Regions from separate parts of the Sus scrofa genome. Here region 2 is linked to region 1. Evidence: chromatin contacts called from public HiChIP or PLAC-seq data. All regions are on one chromosome and are shown on one strand. The core of a region is the stretch at or near the end of the contact, and the rest is flanking DNA. Distances in the headings are between cores, read along the strand shown.

What was found. HiChIP or PLAC-seq counts read pairs in DNA pulled down with a chosen protein or histone mark.
Region 2: an H3K27ac HiChIP or PLAC-seq map of skeletal muscle shows a contact between it and region 1, with 9 times the contacts expected there. The contact joins two enhancer-like sites. A contact is called at or near these places in 14 of 47 Hi-C or Micro-C datasets (alveolar macrophages, brain, embryonic fibroblasts and 9 more) and 1 of 2 datasets of contacts at active chromatin or transcription factors (skeletal muscle).

What each region holds. Positions count from the first base shown.
Region 1 is chr13:197,808,686-197,816,348 of Sscrofa11.1, forward strand. No RefSeq gene overlaps it. Among named protein-coding and RNA genes, the nearest start is that of SLC5A3, 120 kb to the left of the region's middle. Within about 2 kb of position 3,991, at least 52 of the 83 cell types and tissues checked have an H3K27ac peak or open chromatin away from gene starts, as enhancers often do. A contact at or near this core is called in retroperitoneal adipose tissue, skeletal muscle and subcutaneous adipose tissue, where this site is marked.
Region 2 is chr13:197,955,702-197,963,364 of Sscrofa11.1, forward strand. No RefSeq gene overlaps it. Among named protein-coding and RNA genes, the nearest start is that of KCNE2, 20 kb to the right of the region's middle. Within about 2 kb of position 4,355, at least 12 of the 83 cell types and tissues checked have an H3K27ac peak or open chromatin away from gene starts, as enhancers often do. A contact at or near this core is called in retroperitoneal adipose tissue, skeletal muscle and subcutaneous adipose tissue, where this site is marked.

The DNA.
Region 1 (7,663 bases), core at 2,741-5,240:
TTTATTTATTTATTTATTGGCCACCTTGCGACATATGGAGTTCCCAGGCCAGGGATCAGATCCAAGCTTCAGCTTTAGCTGTGGCAACGCTGGCTCCTTAACCCACTGTGCCGGGCTGGGGTGGAACCTGTGTCCCAGTGCTCCCAAGTGGCAACTGATCTGGTTGCACCTCAATGGGAACTTCAGCCCCCTTTTGCTTTACATGCTCAAAGTGGCCCCTTGTCTTTCTCACTGTGGACACCCCCCCAGCCCAACAAAGCATAAACCAGCCAGCATTTCTCGGTCTTTGTTTACCTTTTCCTAAATAACAGCATCTAACATTTGTTGAGCATATTTCTGGCACATGCATTAATTTGCTGAATTCTGACAGCAGCCCTGTGTGGCAGGTACTTCAATGAACCCCAATGTTTGGATGAGAAAACTGACTCTGGGCAAGAGCCGAACCTGGAGGTCCTGTGTGTGGGAGAGGGTAGCGCTGGCAGCCCAGACTACCTGGCTCCCAGCCTGAGTGGCCACAACACCAGTTCTGTGGCTGTTCCTCTGGAGAGCCTGAATAAAAATTTTTAAACACTCCAATCCTTCCTTTCAGCATTTTAGGTGATTTTTTTGAAGTGTAATTGATTTATAAGGTTGTGTTAGTTTCAGGTATGCAACAAAGTGAGTCTGATTTATAAGGTTGTGTTAGTTTCAGGTATGCAGCAAAGTGAGTCAGTTATATTTCAGATTCTTTTCCATTACAATGATTACAGGATGTTGAATATAGTTCCCTGTGTTATACAGTAGGTCCTTGTTCTTTATCTATTTCATATATAGGAGCATGTATCTGTTAATCCCAAACTCCTAATTTATCCCTCCCCCACTTACCCTTTGGTAATCATAAGTTGGTTTTCTGTGTCTATGAGTCTGTTTCTGTTTTGTAAATAAGTTCATTTATATCTTATTTTTAGATAGCACATATAAGTCATATCATTTGAGGTTTGTCTTTCTCTGACTGACTTAATGTGATCATCTCTAGGCCTATCCATGTTGCTGCAAATGGCCTGATTTCATTCTTTTTTATGGCTGAGTAATATTCCACGGTACACATGTACTACATCTTTATCTAGTCCTCTGCAGATGGACATTTGGGCTGCTCCCTTATTTTGGCTATTGTAAATAGTGCTGCAATGAATACTGGGGTGCCTCTATCTTATCAAACTAGAGTTTTCTCTGGATAAATGCCCAGGAGTGGGATTGCTGGATCATACAGTAACTCGATTTTTAGTTTTTTTAAAAACCTCCATACTGTTCTCCATAGCGATTGCACCAATTGACATTCCTAACAGTGCAGAAGGTTTCCCTCTTCTCACACCCTCTCCAGCATCGACTAGCTTTTCAGTGGTTTCCATGGTCCCTTGAGGCTCTCTTGCCTGCAGGACAGACCATTGTGGAGGCTCCCGGGCTGGGGCTTAGGTCACACCACCAAGTGCCCTATTCTCAAGGATCCACATGGCCCAGGGCCTAAGGTAGAGGGAGGCGAGGAATGAGGTGTTTAAGTTGCTCGAATATCTCTCCAGAGATGTCCTAATTATGGACAACAGGCATTTGTAGGTTAGCCTCATGACATCTTTTTGTATTGAGGTGACATTCCTATAACGTAAAACTAACCATTTGAAAGAAAACACTGCAGTGGCATTTAGCACATTCACAAGGCTGTGCAACTATCGACTGGAAAACAAAAATTGTACAACCTAAAAGTTGCAAGTTTTGATTTATTTAAGGATCCTACTGATGACCGGGACACAGCCTCTCAGATGGCTCAGAGGAACTGTCCTGAAGAGGCGGGGGAGGAGCCGGGATATTTAGCAGTTGTTACTGGAAAAAAAAAAAAGAAAAAACATATGTAGTGGGGCATCAAAAGATGACTGCTAATCACCAAAACCAGACATCGCAAGTTAATGATTTTAGTGCTTTCCTATATATGGGAAGATGCAACAGTCTGGGCTCATCAGAATTAATCCTTTGATATGCATCTTAACAATCTAGGGCCAGTATCCTGTTTTTCTTCAAACTGAATGCCCTGGGGTGACTGCAGTGGCTGATGGTTTGGTGCCTGGCATCAAGAATAGTTTACCAGAATAGCATGGAATATTCTTTGTTTACTGAAATGGCAGGCAACCTTTTTTTTTTTTTGGTCCACACAACCACCACCTTTTTTTAGTTCCAAAACATTTTCATCACTCTGCGCATGCCCCCCCTCCCCACCCCCTCCCCCCAAAATATCCCATGCTCATTAAGCTGTTAGTCCCTAACTCATTCTCCCAGCCCCTGGCCACCCCCAACTGCTTCCTGTCTGACCACTTCTGGATGTGTCATAGAAGTGGAATCATACAGTGCATGTCCTTTTGTGTCTGTCTTCTTTCACTTGGCGAAATGTTTTCAAGGTTTATCCATGTTATTGAGTGTACATAATCCCTTTTTTAAAAAAAGTTATTTTCTTGTTATAGTTGATTTACAATGTTGTGCCACTTTCTGCTGTACAGCAAAGTAACCCAGTTATACATATATATGTGTGTGTGTATAATATGTGTGTGTATACACACACATTCCTTTATTTTCTGTTATCTTCTATCATGAACTACCCCAAAAGCCTGGATATAGTTCCCTGTGCTATACAATAAGACCTCATTGTTCTCCATTCTAAATGTAATAGTTTGCATCTGAACATCATTGCTTTTTATGCCAGAGTAATATTTCATTGTATGGATATGCTCCCATATTTTATTTATCTGATCATCTGTTGATGGACACGGGTTATTTCCACATTTTGGCTACTGTGACTAATGCTGTAATAAACATTCCCGTACAAGCATCTGTTTGGAGTACCCATTTTCAATTCTTTTCAATGTACACCTGGGAGTGGAGTAGCTGGGTCACAAGGTAATTCTCCACCTAACTTTTGAGAAACGTATTAACACCATTTTTTTTTTCTCAGCCATACCCATGCAGAAGATCCCAGGGCCAGGGACGGAACTCCTGCGAGACGCCAGATCCTCAACCTGCTGAGCCACCAGGGAACCCCATAACCCCATTTTTAAAAGTAAGGAATCTGAGGCTCAAGGAAATTGAGTTGTCTAAGGTCACATGACTAGTAAGTGACACAGCCGGCACTAGGACCCAGAAGCTAATACTGCTGTCATTCTAAGGACCCTGACCTGAGGGGAACATCATTCATTCACTCGCCAAACATCCCCCAAGGGAGCGAGCTGGCCTTTGTGGCAGCTTCAACAGTAACTCTCAGAAAGGAACTTCCTAACGCCAGAAACTTCAGCAGAGAACAAAACAAGGGGAGTATTTTAATCATAAATCAACAGGAGTTGCTCACACATAAATCCCATTATGCAGACAATCTATCTGAGCACAGCGACGGTCTCTCAAGGCTCGCTGCACATTTAACGTCAGGGTATGAAGTTCGTGCTGATTCTCCAACCGTCAGAAAAGAGCCACTTTTCCCTATTTCTGGTTTTAACTGTCTGCATTTTTGGATTGACCCTGGGGGGGAGGGGAGTGCGTGGAAACGGATTCGGTTCTGAAGTTCCGATTCGATGGAGAAGCCTGTGCCAATCACTGTCCAAAGAGAAACTCTTGGCGGCATGGCTGCTCAAAGGGTTAAATGCCAGGGCCAGACGGAGACTAAAGGGGGAGTGGGTGTTGGCGGGCGAATTCGGGATGCGGAGGCAGCAGGACTTGGGCATTGGGAATCTTATTTTCCAGTGGTTTCTAAGGGAATTTTACTATGAAGAGGCAAATTCTAATCTCCCTCGCCCTTTCCCGGCTCACTGGAGCATTTTCTGTGTAGAAAGGTGACATCCAAAGGCTGGAGCTTAGCTGGGTTTGAAAACAGACGCCGGCTCCCCCCTCCCACCCTCCCTCGACTCCCCTCCCTGGCCCCGCTGACCTGATTAATCAGAACCCTGCCAAGCCCACTGAGGAGGGCTCCCAGGCTAATCTAATCTCCGTCCCCAAGCGGGGACAGACACCCCCGCTCGGCCAATGAGACGCAATTGTGCAAGCTCGGCCGGGCGGTGGAAAATTCCATGCGCCGGGCGGGCGGCTGCCGCGGCCCCTGGCGGCGGCGCGCGCTCAGCATCCTGCATCCCCGGGTCTCTGGGTCCCCACGTCCCTGGGTCTTGGGCCGGGCCCGCTGCTTCGGGAGCCCCTCCAAAGCCGCCCAGTTTCGGGGCACTTTCAGGCCAGTCACCGTGCAGGAGCTGTTTTTGTTTTTGTTTTTGTTTTCTCTCAAGTTACCCCCACCTCTCTGCGAGAGGAGCTGTCAGCAAATCAAAGAGAGGCTGGCGAGGGTGTGTGTGTATTGGGGGGAGCCCTGTGGTGGCATTTCCCCCTCTGGTGAAGAGTGTGCTGGGGGTGTGTGTGATATCAGCCACCGTCCCCAGCCCCCGCCTTGCCCACCGAAGCCATTAAGTCCTGCCTGCAATCGCCCCTCGGGTTCCTCGTCAGGGCTTTACAACCCAATAAGTATGCGGAGAATGAATGAATCGACCACCTTTCTAGATCCATCCACCAGGAACTACTGGCACCCCTTTGGAAGTGGCTGGTGGGTCCTAGAGAGCGAAGGGTTTAGGAATCGGCAAAGGTGTGTGTATATATAATAAGGGAGCCTGGAGACCCAGAGCTGCAGAGGAACCTAAGGTAATAGGATCCGTGCCCTGATCCAGAGACGCACAGAAAATTCCAGGGAGGCACATCTTGCTCCGTCTGCCATTGCGCGGAGGAGGGGATCCTGATCCGAGATGGAAGGATAGGAGCTAGCCAGGCAAAGAAGGGGGAGGAGCGGGGAGCCTGAGTTCCAGTCCCCGGAGTGAGGCTGCTGCGCAGGCCATAGCGTTTCTAGCGTTTCTACTAAGCTGGGCTGTGTTAAGAGATCGCTATCTTAACTCCACGTGAAGCCCTGCAATAAATCCTCATGATTTCAAGGATTCCAGGCCTGTTTCTGCTCCTCGCAGTGTAAAAGAGCCTAGTGAACACAGTCCAAAAATCAGAATGCAACCTTGCCTCTGAGCGCCTCTGCCAGAAGACATCACAAAAGCTTCTCCTGAGATTGGAACGGGGAGCGGGATCGTGGGCCTCAGCCCTGTGGGAGGGGAAAGGAGAAAATAAAGACAAGTATGAGGCTTCGGGAGGACCCCGTAGGACAGAAGGCTAAGAAAGGGCCGTCCTGGGCCTGAAATAGGTGAGCTGAGCTGAGGTTAAGAAGACAGGAAACCCTGGCTGCCCTAGTTCTGCTAGCGACCTGCTGAAGATTCTGGAAAAGCTCCCACAGTTCCCTGAGTCTTAGTTTTTAACCTCTGTAAAAATCCATATAATAACAATTCCTGAGACAACGAAATGAGACAAAAGACAATGGAATTATGTCTCTAAGACTGTTTGTTAAGGAATCTATGGAAGTGTTTTTTTATCCGCATGCATAAACAATAGACATGGTTAAGTTGAATTAACTTAGACCAAGAGTCACTGCTACATTAATATATGGCTACATGTATTAAGGTAGTCGATAAATATTTATTGAACAGCTCTTATGGGCCCAGGGATACAGCACTGAAGACAACACAACAATCCCTGCCTTTGGGAAGATCCTACTGTCTTAGGGGAGACAGATGATAAATAAGAAAGCAAGAGTATTTCAAGTGGTGATAAGTGATGAAAAAACAGCAGGAGAGAAGGATGGGGGGTGATTTTGAATAGGGCCAGGAGAAAGAGCCTCATTGAGAAGGTGGTCTTGGAGCAGATGACAAGGAGGTGAGGGGGTGAGCCCTGTGGATTTCTGGGGAAAGAACATTCCAGATGTGTGTGGGGGGCGAGGGCAGAGAGTGCAAAGGCCCTGAGGTGGGACTGTGGTTCTCCCTGTTGGAGGAGCAGGCACTATTGCTGGAGGGGAGTGGGTGATGAGGGTGGGATTAGGGGCTGGCGAAGTGAGATGGGGAGCAGGGGTTAGGAAAAGCTTGATGGGCTTTGAAGGGCCCTGGCTTCTGCGGTGAGGGTTCTGGATGGTCACTGGACAGCACTGCTGAGGCTCCCCCTTGGGTCTTATGACTGCAATGCAACTTTGGACTCCGAGAAGCCGCCGGCAAGCCTTTATCAAAAGCTTTGCTGTGTTCGAGCGTGTGCTGGGGGCTTTGGAGAATAGAAGGAAGTAGAATGCAGATCCCGGGTTCCAGGAGGCCACAGTCTTATTGGGAATGTGGTTTAGCTATAACGCAGTTGCTCATACTCACTAAATTGCAAGGAGGGGGCTCTGAAAACAGGAGGAAACTGGGGAGCTCTGAGAATCCTAGGAGCAACCTGGGATTGTGCTGGGATCTAAGCTGGGGCCCATCGTGATAGCCGGTGGACCCAGGCAGTGCCAGAAGTTGAGAAGCAGAAAGGGGCCCTCTTCTCCCGGTGGGTGGGTGGGTGGGGGTGGCCTGCAGCCCCTGGCAGCCCCTCACTTGCAGGCCAGTGTTGCCAGCCTGCGGTTGGGCTGCTTAGACAGTCCTCCACGTGGAAAGAAAAAGCCTCACAAAGAAGTAAATGACTTCCCCCGTTGCTGGATGGATGGACTCCTCCCTGAGGAAATCACAAAATGGAATCAGGTGTCTGGGCTGCGGCCCTCCCGTCTTTAACTAGGCCAGTCCCGGGTCCTGGGCCAAGGGCCTGGGGGCAGCTGCATTCTGCTGACAGGCCTGTCTCCTTTCCAAGTCTCTGCCTCCCCCCACCCTCCTTGCTTTTGTAATCTTGTCGAGGCCTCTCACGACGTGAGAAGGGCAATGGGGTGGGGGGGGAAATAGAGAAATTTGATGAGGCCAGTTTTGAAAATCCCACAATGCCTCGCTCCTCAGAACTCTTTGCAGAACTGGCCAGCTGGCCCAGGGCTCCCTCCCAGCCGCTCTAGAATGCGGCCGCGGTGGCCCCTCACAGGTACTTGCGCCTCCTTTGCCTGGTGGTCAGGGACTCCATTCTAAAACCACAGGATTCATCACTTCAGCGAGTCCCCGCCCTGGGCATCCAGCTCTACAATCACCCTTGACCTCCTTGCACAGGCCTGAGCAAGTCCTGGAACCTTCAGAGACTCAGCCACGCCCCCCTCACCCCCACCCCGCGGGCTCTGTGAAACCAAGACAACCGCGCATGCTCACTGCTCAGCTCAGCAGGCGCTCTGCTGCTCCCGGGGCCAGGGGCAGAGAGAGGGGCCATTGTCCCCTACTTCCTTCTCTTAGCTAGATGTTTTATTTATTTAGCGTTTTGAATAAGTAATATAACATATGGTTCAGAAAATCAGCAATTATAAACCATTACACAGTGGAAAGCGGACTTTCCCTTCTGCTTTGTTCTTACTCCTCCGCCCCCCAAAGGTAGCCACTGTTACTGTTTATCTTTCTAGAGATTTTTTTCCCCTTCTTTTTGCACATACACACAAATTGAATATATAGCCCCCCCCAATTATTTTTTCCGCTTGCTTGATCCAGCGTTCTGGATCTTGTTTCAAGTTAACAATATGACAGCGATCTTCCCATAGTGGTACCTAAAGCATGTCATCAATCGTCTCTACTGATGGTTTCTGTCCAAACTGTGCCCAAAGACTTCCCTATAGATGGACATTTAAGGTGTTGTAATCTTTGGCTTTCAA
Region 2 (7,663 bases), core at 3,105-5,604, 150 kb after region 1:
AAGAGAAACAGACTCACGGACATAGAGGAGAGACTTGTGGCCAAGGAGGAGGGACAGGGATGGACTGGGAGCTGGGGGTTAATAGATATAAACTATTACATTTAGAATGGATAGACAAGGAGGTCCTACTGTATGACACAGGGAACTCTATCCAATTTCCTAGAATAAACCACGATGGAAAAGTGTGTGTGTGTGTGTGTGTGTGTATAGAAGGCGCATATATACTTATGCAAAGAATGTGTACATACATAAAGACTGTGTATATGTGTATCAAGTCACTTTACTGTACAGTAGAAATTAGCACAGCATTGTAAATCAACTTTATTTTATTTTTTATGACTACACCCATGGCAGATAGGAGTTCCCATGCCAGGGAGTGAATCTGAGTGGCAGCTGAAACCTATGCCACAGCTGAGGAAACACTGGATGCTTTAACCCACTGTAATTTTTTTTTTTTTTTGCCTTTTTTTAGGGCTGCACCCAAAGCATATGGAAGTTCCCAGGGAATGGGTTGAATCATGGCTGCAGCTGCTGGCCTACACCACAGCCACAGCCACAGCAGTGCAGGAGCCAAGCTGTATCTGTGACCTACACCACAGCTCACCACAATGCCAGATCCTTGACCCAATGAGTGAGGCCAGGGATTAACCCGCATCCTCATGGATATTAGCCGTGTTCCCGTTTCTGCTGTGCCACAATGGGAACTCCTCTGTAATTTAAAAAAATATAAAGAAATAAATTTTAGTTTATACATAGAACTATCTCATTCTGCTCTCAGAGCGATCCTAGGAGGTGGTGTCATTATTCCCATTTTGCAGGGGAGAAAGCCGATTTAGAGAGCTGAAGTGGCCATCTGAGACCCCAAGCAGTGGCCCTGCCACCACACCTCGAGGTGGGGGAGAGGGAGGGGCTGCCCAGGTCTCCCTCCTTTTTGGAGAAGTAGGCCAGTGCCCAGGACACAGCACTCGACTTGCAACTTGCGATGGCTGAGGCAGCTCCTCCCAGCCTTAGGCTGAGAAGAGCAAAGCACCCTTGTAGGTGCTTCAGGCTTTGATCTTTCATGTGCTTAACAATAGGACCGGGGAAAGGAACTTAGGAGACCTGGTCCCAAAGCCCACTGGAAGGACACCCAAGGATGGCCATCCTTGAAAGCAGAGTTGGTGTCACCTGGGCCCTGAACTAAGGACATTCTCCCCTGGGAAGAATGTGGACTTGACCCCAAGGGAAGCCGCTTCTTCAATGTTTCCCAGCCCTGGCAGCCAGTCCCCCCACCCCAGCACTATCCACTAGCTTCCAGTGAAAAGGGGAGCAAACCATCCTGCTGAGAAAGAGCAAGGGAGACGCGCATGGCCAGCGTCCCTGCCGACGGGGCAGCCGTCCCCAAGAAAGCACTTCGGGATGGCGGCTGCTCTGTCCCTCTGTAGCTGATTGGAGGCAAAAGCTCCAGGAGAAGGACTAGCCCCGGATGCAGGTGCCATGAACAGAAAAGACATGCCCTTGGCGTTGGCTGCCCCAGGCCTGGGCCGCTGTACATGGGTCTCCAGTGAAATCCTGCCCAGCGTCCCCCTCCCTGAGGGTCATCATCAGAGCCCCCTCTCTGGAGAGCAATGCGAAGGATCCCCAGCTGGGGCTGTAACTGGCAGCAAAGCCACAGCTCCGTCATAGGACTTCGCCGCACTCCTGTCTTTGCAGAAATTTTGGTGAGATTGTAACTTTGGCCTCTTCAGAGTTACTAAAAGAGATGTGGCAAATATTTTTTGGCTTTCATGCCAACTCCTATTAATTTTTAGTGGCTTCACGAGTACAGTGTTGAGAAGGATGCTGAGTCCATATCTAAGGCTCAGGAGAAAATATAAGTGCTGTTGATTAGTGATGTCTGCAGTGGGCAAAGATCAGAAGTACAGTGGAGGCTGGTGAATGGTGGCTCAGCTGTGGGCTGGGACAAACATCCTTATTGCAGGTACTCTTGCGAAGTGTTTCGAGGGCCTTCCTGCCATGGAAAAATGTTGGGGGGTGATGATCACTCCCTTCCATCCAAGGAAAAAACCTCCCAGAAAGACTCCTTTCTTCTCCATTATCTGTGCTTCTGAGAAGGGCAGCAGGTCAAGGCCTATTTCCTCCTCTTTCCCCAAGGAGCAAAGTGATCATGGCCAGCCAGGGCCTCTCTCTCCAAGGCCGTCCTGGAGCCCTTGTTTGCCCAGGGCAGCTGCAGCCACACAGTTTGTTTCTTGTCATGGAAAGCTGAAACTTCTCCGAGCCCCAGCTAAATACTGGCTACAGCACAGCATCACTTTTCTTTCTTCCCTTTTCATGAGCCCCTGGTGAATTGAAACCCAGAAGCCAGCGGCCCACCTGCCAATTATTACAGTTAATTCTGTGCAGGCTTGACTCCGGCACTGAGACAGAGAGTTCTGTTTGCTGCTGGGGTGCACAGGGCAGACGGGAGGGGCTGTGGCCACGAGGCTGTGAATGCCCCCCCTGTGTGCCTGGGCTGGTCCTGGCAGCCGCAGCGCCCTCCCTTGCGCAGCGAGTCTGGCATCCAAGTGTGACTTCAGTGGGGCCTCCTTCTCCTTGAGTCTGCCTCTGAGATCAGAGATGTTGACGGTCAAGAGCCTGTCTTCCTCCCACGACGAGCCACAGCCACCCACTTCCCCTTAAGGACTCAGTGAAGAGAGCTTGTGTTTATTTTGTCCAAAGGAAAAGATAAAATGACATTTTCGACAACTGTGAGGGTTTTTCCGTCACCTTTCCTCCGCTGACCCATTGCCGTGTAAGAGCCTGTTCATTCATACAGAGGACAGCTACCCTTTCTTCCCCAGAAGCACTGGTGGCCACGGGCAAGTTCCAGTTTGATCTTGCCTCCAGGTGACCTGGATTCCGGTTGCTTAAGGCTCTCTCCCCAAAGGTGCTTCAGGCCTCCTTCGGTTGATTAATCAGCGTATCGATTCATCAGCTCATGTGTACGTTTGTTCTTAGTAAGCCAGGCAATGGGCTTGGCATTGGGATGATGGTGGAGAGAAAGATGGATTTCCTGCCCACATACCACATGGCCAGGACTGGACGGGCATGTGCCAGAGATAGGGCCCTGCTCCTCCTCTCAAAGGGGAGTGTGCACACCTGAGATGCTATGGCAGCCCCTCCCCTAACCCCTCTATGGTGCAAACATATGAGGAAACATGAGCTAGACCTTAGGGAGGTGCAGTTTTTAAGCAGAGGGCTGAGCCGTGAGTAGCACAAGGCAGAGAGTGGATCCAGTTGGTGGGACAGCAGGTCTTAGGAGAGGAAATGACGTGCCAAGTCCCCCAAGGCTCCTGGCTCCTTCCAACAACTGTGGTCTACAGAGACTGGAACCCAGAGGAGAGCGATGGAGAGTCTGGCACCCAGGTGAGCTGCAGGGGGCAACGGGGTGGCCATGCCTGGCCCATGAGCCATGAGAACAGGGCCTCCACCTTCAGGATGTGGGGAGCTGATGGGGTGCATTGAAGAAGAATTCCCAGCACTGTTTCTCCTGCTCACATCCTACGGCCCATCAGTGCTGCCTTCCCCAGACTCAGCAAGACAAACCACTTACCAACATGAGTGCCCATGGTGGACTCTGTGCCAGGGTCAAGGCTGGTATCAAGATGCTGAGACCAAGACCCTGACCCCAAGGAGCTCTCCTAGGAGTGGGGTGGATGGACCTGGAGATGGGTCATCTCTTTCTGCAGCGGGGAGCAAACCTCTTCCTGTGGGAGAAGTGGAGCACATCTGGAGAGGAAATGAGACTCGAATGGGTCTTGTGAAGGAAGCCATTCTGGTCATGACGCTGGGGGGGTCCAGAGGTAGGAAGGACATGGTGAGTTTGAGACCAGGGTTTGGAGGGAATGTTCTATTGGGCTGTATGTCTCCTTACCCCAAAACATTTGAGCCTCCTTACTGACCCAAGCAAGTGGGTGGCTGATTGGAAACATATGTTGGAACAAGTCTTCTGTTGGTGCAGGATGGGGGCTTCAGTCCAAGCACTGTGCTGAGAAGGGAGCTGGCTGAGAGGGAGGGTGCTGGGCTGATCCCTCTTCAAGGAAGAGCTCCATCCCCTGGGATAGACAGCCAGCCACGGATGCCAGGTTCTGGCTTCTCCCCTGCCTCTTGGATGTGCCGTCCCTGGGAGAGTTCTAGACCCAAAAGCTAGTCTCTAAAAAAAAAAAGACTCATACCTGCCCAGGGTCCCAGGGGATTCTGTGCCCTGCACTCGCCTCTGGCCTCAGCTGCAGCCAAGGTCTCCCGACCATGGCCCAACTCCCAGTAGCCACCTTAATCACACGGTATAAGCATCTATTTTAGTTACATAAACAGAGTTGTCTACATTTGGACTCCGGGGCTAGCTGCAGGAATTTGTAAACAGCGTGGTGTACGCGTTTCACAGAAAGTTGCCAGGACGAGCTCCTTTCCCACTGCCTGTTGTCCAGTTTTCCCTTTTATAGAGAGTCTGGCTGGGAAAGAGAGACGGAACTTATTTGGGAATAGAGGACAACCTCACAGGCGAATTCCTCCCTCCCGCTCCCACTGCCTCCTCTTCGGAACCGTTGAGGGTCTGGGGTGGAACTCAGCCTGCTCCTGAAGTTCTGAGTCCTTCCTAAACACTAGCCTCTGATAAATATAAATGTAAACCTCACGGAACACAAATTTGGGGAGATTTTATTCTTGGAAGGGTAACAAGGAATTTTGGAAATTTGCGGCAGGTTCTAAAAATGTTGGACACTGTCGTCTCCACCAGGGCCAAGGCCCCGTGGGGCATTACGATGTCGCCTTTGCTACTCCTGCCTAAGAGATTGTTCAGCATCAGGCAGAGGCTGGTAAGATTCTAGACTGAAGATATACGATTTAGGGCCACAGAGAAGTGGAGCCTCAAGGGGGAAGTGGGGGGGCCTTCATTTCTCTTCTTTCATGGAATAATCACTAATGAAGCGTCTGTTCAGATTAGATGCTCTGTTCAGCACTGCGGGCCTTAGAAGATATATAACAAATCATTGGCACCAAGAGTTCTCCTGTGGTGCAGTGGGTTAAGAATGCCGTATTGTTACAGCAGTGGCTTGGGTTCTGGAAGTTCCCTGGCCTGGGAACTTCCACCTGCTGCTGGCGTGGCAAAAAAACCAAAACCAAACCAAACTTTGGTGAAAGGTGAGAACATTAAGAGTCACGTAGATAGGTTTGGAATGGCCAAGGGAGTCGAGTTTTACTTAACACATGCATGTCTGCTGGATGAATGAGTGAATTAATCAACGAATGTGTAATAAGTGTGCCACTGCGAAGGAAGCCCGCTGCAGTGGTTGGCCCTAATCTGAATTTCATCGTAAGTTAACTTTTACTCAGACCCTAAAGCTAGCATCGCAAACTGTCCGGTTTTATCTGGAACCCAGGGGTTCCCAGGGCACAGGATGGGAAAAGAATTCCAGAGGCAAGCCAGCACAAGTTGGTCACCCTGCTTGAAACTTCAAAGAAAAGAACTAGGAAGAAGGAAAATTCTTGTCGAAGACATATCTGAATCAGGAAAATAAGAGGTCAATGGGACATGCGGCATATATGCAGCAGCTGTGTCTCTCAGGTTTTAGTACGGGAGAACAAGAAAGCAGAAAATAATTCATCCACATAGAAAGAAACCGGGCAATTCATGGGTTAGGAGGAACTGGACATTGACAAACAAAACAGGAGGACTTCAGTTCTCAAAATATTCTCCAGGCTCAACAGTCAGCAAAGCTACAGGTAGATTTGAACTTCTATCACATAGAGAACTGCAGAGAAATGCATGGCTTTTAATGGCTCAAAATGCTCTATGGGTCTGAAACAGTTATCTATATTCCAGGAGCATCCATATAAGGAAAAGTTGAAGTTAGAATAAGCAGCAATTTAAAGCAATTGGTGTTTAGTGCAAAGGTTCTATCTTCTACCTCAATGTACTTTTCTTCTTCCTGTAAAATGGAACCCTTTCAGAAAGAGGCGTGGATGTTAATATTCAGCGATGTGCTTTTTAAGCAAGCAAGGATGTCTGCTCTTTTCATAAAGAGCTTAATGTGCTGGAAATGCTGTAGTTGAGTGGGAAGCACCAGGATTTGAGATTCAGTGGAGGGCTTCTGAGAGGTCTGGCAGGTCCACGCAACGAAAAAGCTCAGCTTTGGCGCCACCTGGTGCCAGCTACTTAAATTTCAGCTATAACACCCAAGAAGAGAGAGGCCCGTTGCTCAGAAAGGGACAAGAAAAGGCACTTAGACCACCAGAAACAATATTTTATGCTTTTTGTACTGTGAGCAGTTGTGCAAAAGAATAACCCAGAACTGGTTCTTTTATTTTAAAATTGTTGGGTCCAAGGAGTTCCCATGATGGCTCAGTGGAAACGAATCTGATCGTTTGCATCCATGAGGATGGTGGTTTGATCTCTGGCCTTGCTCAGTGGGTTAAGGATCTGGTGTGGCTGTGGCTGTGGTGTAGGCTGGCAGTGGCTACAACTCTGATTTGACCCCTAGCCTGGGAATCTCCATATGCCACGGGTGTGGCCCTAAAAAGAAAAAAAAATTGAAATTTTTGAATCCAAGATTATGACTTCTGGTAGTCATTTTTTTTCCTCATAGGTCAGTGGTGAGATGAGCTTGCAGGTTAGGTAGAGACCAGAGGGGTGGTGCATGGATGCCCTACACATTGCCTAGAACACAGGCGGTGCTCAATAAATGGACATAGCTGAGCTAGTGGCAACGGCTGTAGATATTATTGATGGACGGGGGGCAGATTAACCTTTGAAAGCTGGTCTAGTCATGGTCTGCAACTTCAGACAATAATTGAACTTTGATGCTTTTAGTAATTTCCTGAGAGAAGTTATTGCAACGGTTCATTAAAAACCATGTGACCAACAACAACCCAATTGAAAAATGGACAGAAGACCTGAATAGACATTTCTCCAAAGAAGATACACAGATGGCCAACGGGCACATGAAAAAATGCTCAACAGCCCTAATTATTAGAGAAATGCAAATCAAAACTACAATGAGGACCACCTCACACCAGTCTGAATGCCCATCATTAGTAAGTCCACAAATAACAAATGCTAGAGAGGGTGTGGAGAAAAGGGTACCCTCTTGCACCATTGGTGGGAATGTAAGTTGGTACAACCACTATGGAAAACAGTATGGAGGTACCTCAGAAAACTAAATATAGAACTGCCATATGACCCAGCAATACCATTCCTGGGCATATAGCCAGACAAAACTTTAATTGAAAAAGATACAATGCAATTATGTTCATTGCAGCACTCTTCACAAGAGCCAAGACATGGAAACAACCTAAATGTCCATTAACAGGTGAATGGAATAAGAAGATGTAGTATATTTACACAATGAAATACTACTCAGCCATAAAAAAAAGAACAAAATAATGCCATTTGCAGCAATGTGGGTGAAACTAGAGACTCTCATAATGAATGAAGTAAGTCAGAAAGAGAAAGACAAATACCATATGATAACACTTACATCTGGAATCTAATATGTGGCACAAATGAACCTATCTACTGAAAAGAAACAAACTCATGGGCATGGAGAACAGACTTGTGGTTGCCAAGGGTGAGGGAGCAGGGGTGGGATGGACAGGGAGTTTGGGGTTAGTTGATGGAAACCACTGCATTTAGAGGAGATAAGCCATG